Linked DNA regions of Mus musculus: all the other regions are linked to region 1. Evidence: chromatin contacts called from public Hi-C and HiChIP or PLAC-seq data. All regions are on one chromosome and are shown on one strand. The core of a region is the stretch at or near the end of the contact, and the rest is flanking DNA. Distances in the headings are between cores, read along the strand shown.

Evidence for each region. A called contact is a pair of places that touch in the nucleus more often than the background predicts. HiChIP or PLAC-seq counts read pairs in DNA pulled down with a chosen protein or histone mark.
Region 2: a contact with region 1 is called in a Hi-C map of bone marrow-derived macrophages, with 20 read pairs. The contact joins two enhancer-like sites. A contact is called at or near these places in 4 of 39 promoter capture datasets (the C10 cell line, cranial neural crest and neural stem cells), 1 of 484 Hi-C or Micro-C datasets (bone marrow-derived macrophages), 3 of 115 datasets of contacts at active chromatin or transcription factors (large pre-B cells, microglia and oligodendrocyte precursor cells) and 1 of 9 other capture datasets (embryonic tail).
Region 3: a contact with region 1 is called in an H3K27ac HiChIP or PLAC-seq map of the HPC-7 cell line, with 12 times the contacts expected there. The contact joins two enhancer-like sites. A contact is called at or near these places in 1 of 15 datasets of contacts at CTCF or cohesin (the NIH/3T3 cell line), 3 of 484 Hi-C or Micro-C datasets (the G1E-ER4 cell line, the N1E-115 cell line and bone marrow-derived macrophages) and 7 of 115 datasets of contacts at active chromatin or transcription factors (the HPC-7 cell line, VIP interneurons, embryonic stem cells and 4 more).

What each region holds. Positions count from the first base shown.
Region 1 is chr17:83,902,530-83,905,037 of GRCm38.p6, reverse strand. No RefSeq gene overlaps it. Among named protein-coding and RNA genes, the nearest start is that of 1810073O08Rik, 14 kb to the left of the region's middle. Within about 2 kb of position 1,252, at least 81 of the 459 cell types and tissues checked have an H3K27ac peak or open chromatin away from gene starts, as enhancers often do. A contact at or near this core is called in the G1E-ER4 cell line, the HPC-7 cell line and bone marrow-derived macrophages, where this site is marked.
Region 2 is chr17:84,292,142-84,294,649 of GRCm38.p6, reverse strand. The region is part of intron 29 of Thada (thyroid adenoma associated); the gene reads left to right. Among named protein-coding and RNA genes, the nearest start is that of Gm24492, 5.6 kb to the right of the region's middle. Within about 2 kb of position 1,254, at least 33 of the 459 cell types and tissues checked have an H3K27ac peak or open chromatin away from gene starts, as enhancers often do. A contact at or near this core is called in bone marrow-derived macrophages, where this site is marked.
Region 3 is chr17:84,160,050-84,162,557 of GRCm38.p6, reverse strand. It overlaps Gm41640 (predicted gene, 41640), which reads left to right. Exons shown (of 6, transcript NR_166901.1): 5 at 21-495; 6 at 827-2,508. Among named protein-coding and RNA genes, the nearest start is that of Gm19696, 4.9 kb to the right of the region's middle. Within about 2 kb of position 1,252, at least 87 of the 459 cell types and tissues checked have an H3K27ac peak or open chromatin away from gene starts, as enhancers often do. A contact at or near this core is called in the G1E-ER4 cell line and the HPC-7 cell line, where this site is marked.

The DNA of each region.
Region 1 (2,508 bases), core at 3-2,502:
GCCTATAGGATAGAATGCAACATATCCTATAATTCAAATTTTTCTAGAAGTCAAGCTTATAAAGTAGAAAGAAACTGATAAAAATCATTCAAACAACAAGTTTCCTTAACTCAAGATACGGTTTCTACATGACATGGTGGCGAACAATAATAATAAGCGATTTTTCTATTGTTCTTGCCTTCCTTTTCCCTGTTTTTAAAAAGCCACTGTAGGCAGATGCGGTGCTCTCTCTAGTGATCCCAGCATCTGGGAGGCTGAAATTCAGTGGGTCTAAGTCTGAGGCAAGCGATCCTGGGCTGCATATCAAGATCTTGTTGGAAACAAAAGAGAGAACACAGAACGAGAGAGGAGAGAAATGGAGGAGAAGAGAGAGAGAGAAGAGAGGGGAAGGAAAAGCAGAGATGCAGTTAAAAACAGGCACAGAGAAAGCAGGATGCAATTGAGAGTCTCCATCTCGTCTGGTACCAACAATGATCACTTAGAATCAGCCAAAACCACTGACTAGGGATAAGAAAGACCATAGAATTTATACACTCTGATTTTTTTTTTCAGGGATCAACCCCCTCTCCCAAAGAATGTACAAACAGAAAGGGGCTTGAGATGTTTCTCAGTGACAGGGCATCATCTCATAACAGGCCACCCTAGAGCTGGCGCTAGGGGTCACTAATTCAGATAGCCATTTAATGGCCAATTCTCTGCTGTTGGACCCTTTCCAGTCAGTTTTCAATTTAGACCAGGCCACCAGGACCACCATGTCAGTCAAGTATAAACCAAGAGCTATGTTTGAAAGCTGAGGCGCCCCTGTCGCTGGCTTGCTCAGGAAACCCAGGGAAGGCCTCCCATCCCTGCCTCATTCACTTAATGATGAGCATGAAAAAGAGACTCTACCCCATGATAAAGACGGAGGACGTTCCAAATAATCATACCAATAATAACTAAAGACCATGTGTTCACTGAACCTTGGGCACATCTCTCCCAGGAGTATCCATATTTCAGGTGATCAAAATACATGCCTGACAAGAGATCTCTGTATTCTCTGTATTGAAAGCTCAACTCTGCTGGCTGAAAATGAAATTTAAACTTTTTTGAAATGTAAGATTTGCTGACTAACTTATTTTACTTTGTCTACTTTATCTGGTTGTTCTGGGAACGGAAGCCTGAGGCGCTGTAGGTGCTAAGTGAGAGCTGCATTCCTAAGCCCACTTCACCTTGGAGCTCACCAAAGCTGCTCAGGGTGGCCTTGAACTCACTGTGTAGCCCAAGCAGCTCTTGAACTTGGGATCTTCCCGCCTCAGCACCTCACCTCACCTCACCCCACCCCACAAGTAGCCGAGCATTCCTCACCAACCCAGTTTCATTTCTACACATTCTTGCAAAACAGCAAGCCCCAGAACTGTCTGTCTCGGCCAGTTACAGTCAACAATCCCAGTTTAAGGAAGAAAGCCCGAGGTGTAATTAGAGCATCACGATGCAGTACTGCCACCTGTCGGCAGCCTCAATCCCAGCACGTTCCCCAGGAGGATACAATCAGCTTCTAGGACTGTTTCTTTCAAAATGTGCTCTCTGATCCACGTAGCTTGTTAAAAATGCACATTGCTGAGCCATGTAGGACCCGAGTCCACATGACAGACACCAAACAGCCACACTTAACTGAATGTCCCAAGTGATCTTTATGCACAGTAAACTCGAGAAAATGATCAATCTAAAGGACTTGTCTAATCGATGCAAGCTGAGAAAACTCAGAGGCAGCGAATGCTGGAGAACTCGTTTTCCCTGATGCTGAACAGAGCGAAGACTGCTATTTGTTGAGTCTGGTGGGATCCACAGAGTTGGTTTATGTAGAAATAACACCTTGTGCCTAGTACACAAAGCTAAAACAAACCTAAGTCCCATCTCCCTGTCTCTGTCTCTATGTCTCTTTCTGTCTCTGTCTCCTTGTCTTTGTCTCTCTCTGTCTGTCTCTGTCTCCCTGTCTCTGTCTCTTTCTATCTCTCTCTTTGTCTCTCTCCCTCTGTCTGCCTCTCTCTCTTTCTCTCTGATGACACCCCAAAACCCTGTCATCAGGTACCTGTAGCTCCCCTCCCTTGTCACCCCAGCCCAACTCTGTCCCCTTCACATCTGGATCCAGCCAGCTGCTTCAGAGCCCTCTCACTTCACCTCCATTCCTTGACCCTGCTGCTTTATAAACCTTGCAGTACTCACTACCCGTCAAGGTGACAGCTTGTCCCGTATCACCTTCCCAGAGGCCTCTCTGGGGAACCTTTTAGGCTAAACTAGGTTCTCCCCTCCTTGCTAACCACAAAAATTTGCTATATGCAACCACATTGCCTGATACACACATCCTGCCCACACGCATGACTGTAAACTCTTCACAGGCAGAAAGAGCTGTGTCTCCAAGAGTCCCCAACCTGGCAAAACCTCTACCTTGTAGCTAGCAGGCTTCCCTCAGCCTTTGTAGAATGAATATGTATTTTCAAAAACAACAAGAAATCTGTCTGATTTTTTTTC
Region 2 (2,508 bases), core at 5-2,504, 390 kb before region 1:
AGCTCACCTAGGTCTAGAATTAGTAATCTCCCAAGAAGCCCTGATTCCTTTTATTGGCAAATGATATTAGACACCAAAATCACAATAGTGTGTACTCATTGCTACTGAGGTACCACTAATTCTAGATGTGCTCTTTAAACAGAGTTAGGAAACCCACATAAATATATTAACCTATTTATATGCACACATAATTTTTCTATATCAGTCTGCATCTGTGTTAAGCTAGCAGGAGACCATACTGATTTGATTCTGGTGCAGTACTGTATAGCCCATTCTATTTTACTTTCTTATCTGTAGCCTCTCACTTAAGGAGCAAGAAATCTAGGGTTTATTAATTTTAGATAACAGTTAGTTTCAGTATGATGCTTTCATATGTATATATGGAATCAATATAGATGTAGACATAGACCATACTCACCTCTATTACAGACCGAGGTCTTTCTGGCCAACCCTGCAATTCCTACAGTCTGGTCCTTGCACTTAGAGAAACAGGCTTTCTTTCTCACAGTAGAAGTACATAGAGGTAGGCATGCTGTGTATATATCTAGGCTGCTAGAGCCTCTGTCCAAACCTTCTGAGCATTCATAATTGTCAGCATCTGACTTTATTTTCATTTAGCACTTGGGCCTCAATCAGAAAACAGCCAGCAGAATGATAGCTCTTGACTTCAAGAAAGGTTAAATTGTATTGCACATACTTAACACATGGCCTTCAGGAATGGAGCTGAACGTTTAGAATATCAGTCTTTATCACGTGTTGTCTGAGGACAGCCAGTAAACCTGGAGTACCAAATTTAATTTGGAAAGAGATATTAGTTCTGTATGTTTTTCACAGTAAATTCAAAGAGTACTTTGAAAATGACTTGAGCAAACCAGGGGCCATTTTTGAAAAGCAACTGATACTAGTTTTTAGAAAATTGTTAGCTAGGTTGTCTCAGCTACTTGGGAAGGATCTGGAATCAAGACCGTGCATCATACAGAGTACATGTACCCTGACAGTTTAAATGTAGCAAGGCACAGCGAGGTGGGGAAATACAGATGTTTTCTCAGTGGTCTCTCCATACACCAAAGATTTTCTGGTTATGAAAAAGACAGACCCAGAGGAGGGCTGTTGTGTTCCCTACAGGCACAACTTTAACCCTGCTGTAGGTGTTGGCTCTCAGCTACACCAGCGCTGAGCAGCTTCACGGCCGTGTGCTCTAGAGTTGAGTTGTGAACACCGACACAGATCTCACAAGATTCTCTTGCAAGATGATTTGCTTGCTTATGCCTTGTTTTCTTCCTCTTCCTGGAGCCTTTGCTGAGACAGACTCTCAGTCTGCTTCCTTCACTATCACCCCTGTCAGCAGTTCTGTAACAGGATTAAAGGGATACCACAGTTTCCAAAAATAGAGGTTCAAGAGGCTTACTGCCCAGCCCAGGGAAATCAAAATATTCAGTTTTATATTACTTGGGATACAGGTTTTCAGTGACCCACTTTGAAACTTTGTGTGTAGAAATTGAAAATGGTTACAAAATCACTTTTGTATAAACTTCAGTTGGAGTTCATTGGAACTTTATCTGAACAGTTTTTTAGAAAGAATTTCACAAAAAGGTAGATTATCTCTTGTCTTCTAATAACTGGAGGGATAAAGAACAAATCAGGCAGGGACTCTAAGTGTTTTTACCATTTTAAAAGAGGAAATGTCATGTTTTATTGTGACTACTTTGTTCCTACTTGGTTGTAGTTTGAGATTTAGCCCTGGGTGTTTTGTTGTTGTGGTTCTGTTTGTAATGCTCCATCGGCATTGTGAACAGAGAACTGTGAGATGCAAAGAGGATTGAGTCTGAGGGTTGGGTCTGCGTAGTCCTGGACTTGGTATTATCTTCCCCTATTTTCTAGATGTTTGACACAGGCAGGCCATGTAAACTTTGCACAATAGCCTATCCTTTGATATATAAAGGTACCATAATTTGCACTGTTGATATGAAAAGAGATGTTATGGTGTGGGAGAGCTGGTTCAGTGGTTAAGAGCACTGGCTGCTCTTGCAGAGGCCCTGAGTCTGGTTCTAGAACCCATGTCATGCAGCTCATAACTGCCTGTAACTCCAGCCCTTTCCTGATCTCTGTGAGCACCCACTTATACATGGCATACACTCAGACAGACGTGTGTACATACAGAATAAATAAATAAACAAATATTCTAGTTAAAAAGTAGAGCTACTATATATGCAAGTTTCAAATGCAGTGGTGGCTGGCAACTGTCTTTCATAATAATGATGAAGATAATGTGAAGTTTAAAATGCCATTATAAAAAATTATTTGTTACAAAATAAAATTTAAAATAAATACATGGATAAATAAAATCACTACTCAGACAAATATAAAATGAATATGTACAAAGTTGTATTTAATTCATTAGTTAATAAAGGAACCAGAAAACTTTTTATGGTCAGTCCAATGAACACTTGAAAACTCGGGCATCTGCAGGCAATGAAACGTAAATGCTAGGATAGGATTTCTGAATTC
Region 3 (2,508 bases), core at 3-2,502, 260 kb before region 1:
GCCTTATCCTTGTTTTCCAGAACTCCGAAACAGAAAAGATGTTCTTCAAGGCTCCACGTAACCCCTGGCACGTCCATCGAAGGAATCTTGCTCAGCCGTTAGGGTGAAAGAAGAGGCTCCGCGGGGATTTGCTGGAGTTATTATTTTACATGTATGAGTGTTTGGCTTGCACATATATTAAGTGTACCACATGTGTGCCTGGGCCCTTTGGAGTCCAGAAGAAGGTGTTGAATCCTCTGGGGACTGGAGTTACAGATGCTTGTGAGCTGACATGTTGTGGCTGGGGATAGAACCTGGGTCCCTCTGGAAGAGCAACAGTCTCCTTTAACCACTGAGCCACCTCTCCAGCCCCTAGCTTCATGTATACTGACGAGTGAAAGAAATCCACTTGAAAAGGCTACATCTCTCTGTACTGACTGCATGGCATTCTGGGAAAGGGCCCTGGAGATAATCAACTCTCAGCTGCTGCCTGAAGGCAGAGGCAGGGACAAGCAGGTGAGCCCAGAGGGCTTTTAGGGCAGGGAACCGTACTGCATGATAGTACTATAATGACCTCGGAATATATCAGTTAACAGTGAGCCCCAGTGTAAGTTATGGACTTGGAGTGACAGTTTGTCAGTGTGGTCTCATCTGCTGTAACCTGTGAACGGCTCTGGAGTGATGCTGGCCATTCTTCCATAGGGCCCTTCTGGTCCCTATCACCAGGGGAACTGGATTTGGGGATGGCTACTGGAGAGAGTTGAGGAAGTGAGAGAGACTGGGGAGGGGGCTCCCAGCACTGGGGCAGGAGAGCAAGGCCTGTCTTTGTCCCTCTTGTCTCCCACAGTTTCCTGGAGGAGGCTCAAAGGATCCCCAGCCGTTGGCCCCCTTCTCCTCAGCTTCCTGTTTGGCTTCCAGAGAGACGGTTTGGCCGTTGCTGCAGCTGAACCAAGCCAGTTGGCCTGGTGGTAGGGGGGCCACTCAAGGGGGAGTGGGCTGGGAGAGGGGGTGCTGTTAGCTTGGCAAGCAAGGAAACTAACTGTGAGTACTCCGATCCTCAGACCTGCAGCCTTTGAGTGGTTGGCCCTGGCTTCCTGAAGGCTGTATCTAAGCTAAGCAGCTGAGGGCTGGGACCTCATCACCTCCCTCTGTGGGCAGCCTTTCCTCCTGGCCACTTAACTCGCCCAGCCCCTGCTTCCCAGGTGTCTGGGTTCACAAAGGCCAGCCCTGAGCTCAGACTTCCTTCCACCCCACCCACCAGCCCTCACCTTTCACTTCCTTCAGCCTTGAAGGCCCCTCCCACTCAGAGATTAGACCCCAGGCTCTCTGGCGAAGGCCATCACTGCTCACCCTGAGGAAGCTCTGAGCCGAGGTTGAAGACAGAGTCTTGGTGCTAAGTACCTACATCAGGGAACATGTGGGAGTGAGCACTCGGGTGTCAGGAAGAAATGTCCTGCGGTCAGAATTTAGAGGGTGAATAGAGTTATTTGGAAAAGAGGGTCAGGGTGTTTCAATAACAAAGGCCCACAAGGGGGTGAGCACCAGACATGGGCAGGGATGCAGTTAAAGAAGCAACTGGAAAGAAGATGCTCTAAAGCCAGTTAGGACAGCATCTGCCCATTCCACCCTGACACCAGTCCTCAGGAGGTTCAGGTCCTGCAGAGTAAGGCCAGCGTTCCCTGGGATTTATAGGACCACAGCCCCTGCAAGTCTGGGCCTCCTTGCTAACCTATATAGTCAACCTCTAAAGGTGAGTCTCTAAGGGAGACTGATGTCATTGTCCTACCTCTAGATTGGGAGTGGAGAGAGAACCATTCACATGGCTAGAGACATAGCTCTCGCCCTGGAGAAGAAAAAAAATGGCAGGCTCTGCTTCTCACACTCCAGACTCTGGAGCCACGGAGGCTGAGACAGCCAGGAGGCTGCGGCCGGGAGCACACACGCTCGGAAACACTAGGTGTGCCTTGCAAGATTGGTGCCTTGCAAGGTGGAGAGGTACCCCGTGCTCAGAGGCATCGACAAGAGAGACACTTCACTTGGGGTTACACAAAGGGGTGCCTTGAGATGAGCATTCTGCATGTGACAGTGGATACAGAGGGACCCAGTTTTTGTTTCTCCAGCCCCAGCATAGCCACATGGCCTCCTCCTGACAAGAGAAAGTGAAAACATGTTTGCCCCACAGTAGTCCTGCTGGCCCAGTGATGAAGATCTTCCAGGGCTAGCACTTGGCCTCCATTCTGGGACATTCTAGCAGAAGCCCTATTTCCTAAGAAAGCCCTTTTCTCTTCTCTACACCTGCTGCCAGTTCTGTGCCTTTGTCCCAATTGACATAAGCCTGAGCCTGCGATGCTCGGGGCCTCTCTGCTTCTGCCATGAGCCGTCTGTCAAACTGGCCACACAGGGCCATGCTTTCTCAAAGCATGTGAAGCTACCACAGGGAGGTGGACCTCGGGAGTTCTGGGAGAGAACTACTAAACAGAGTGAACACACTAAATAGAAAACAATCAGAGAATTAGAGGATGCCTTTAA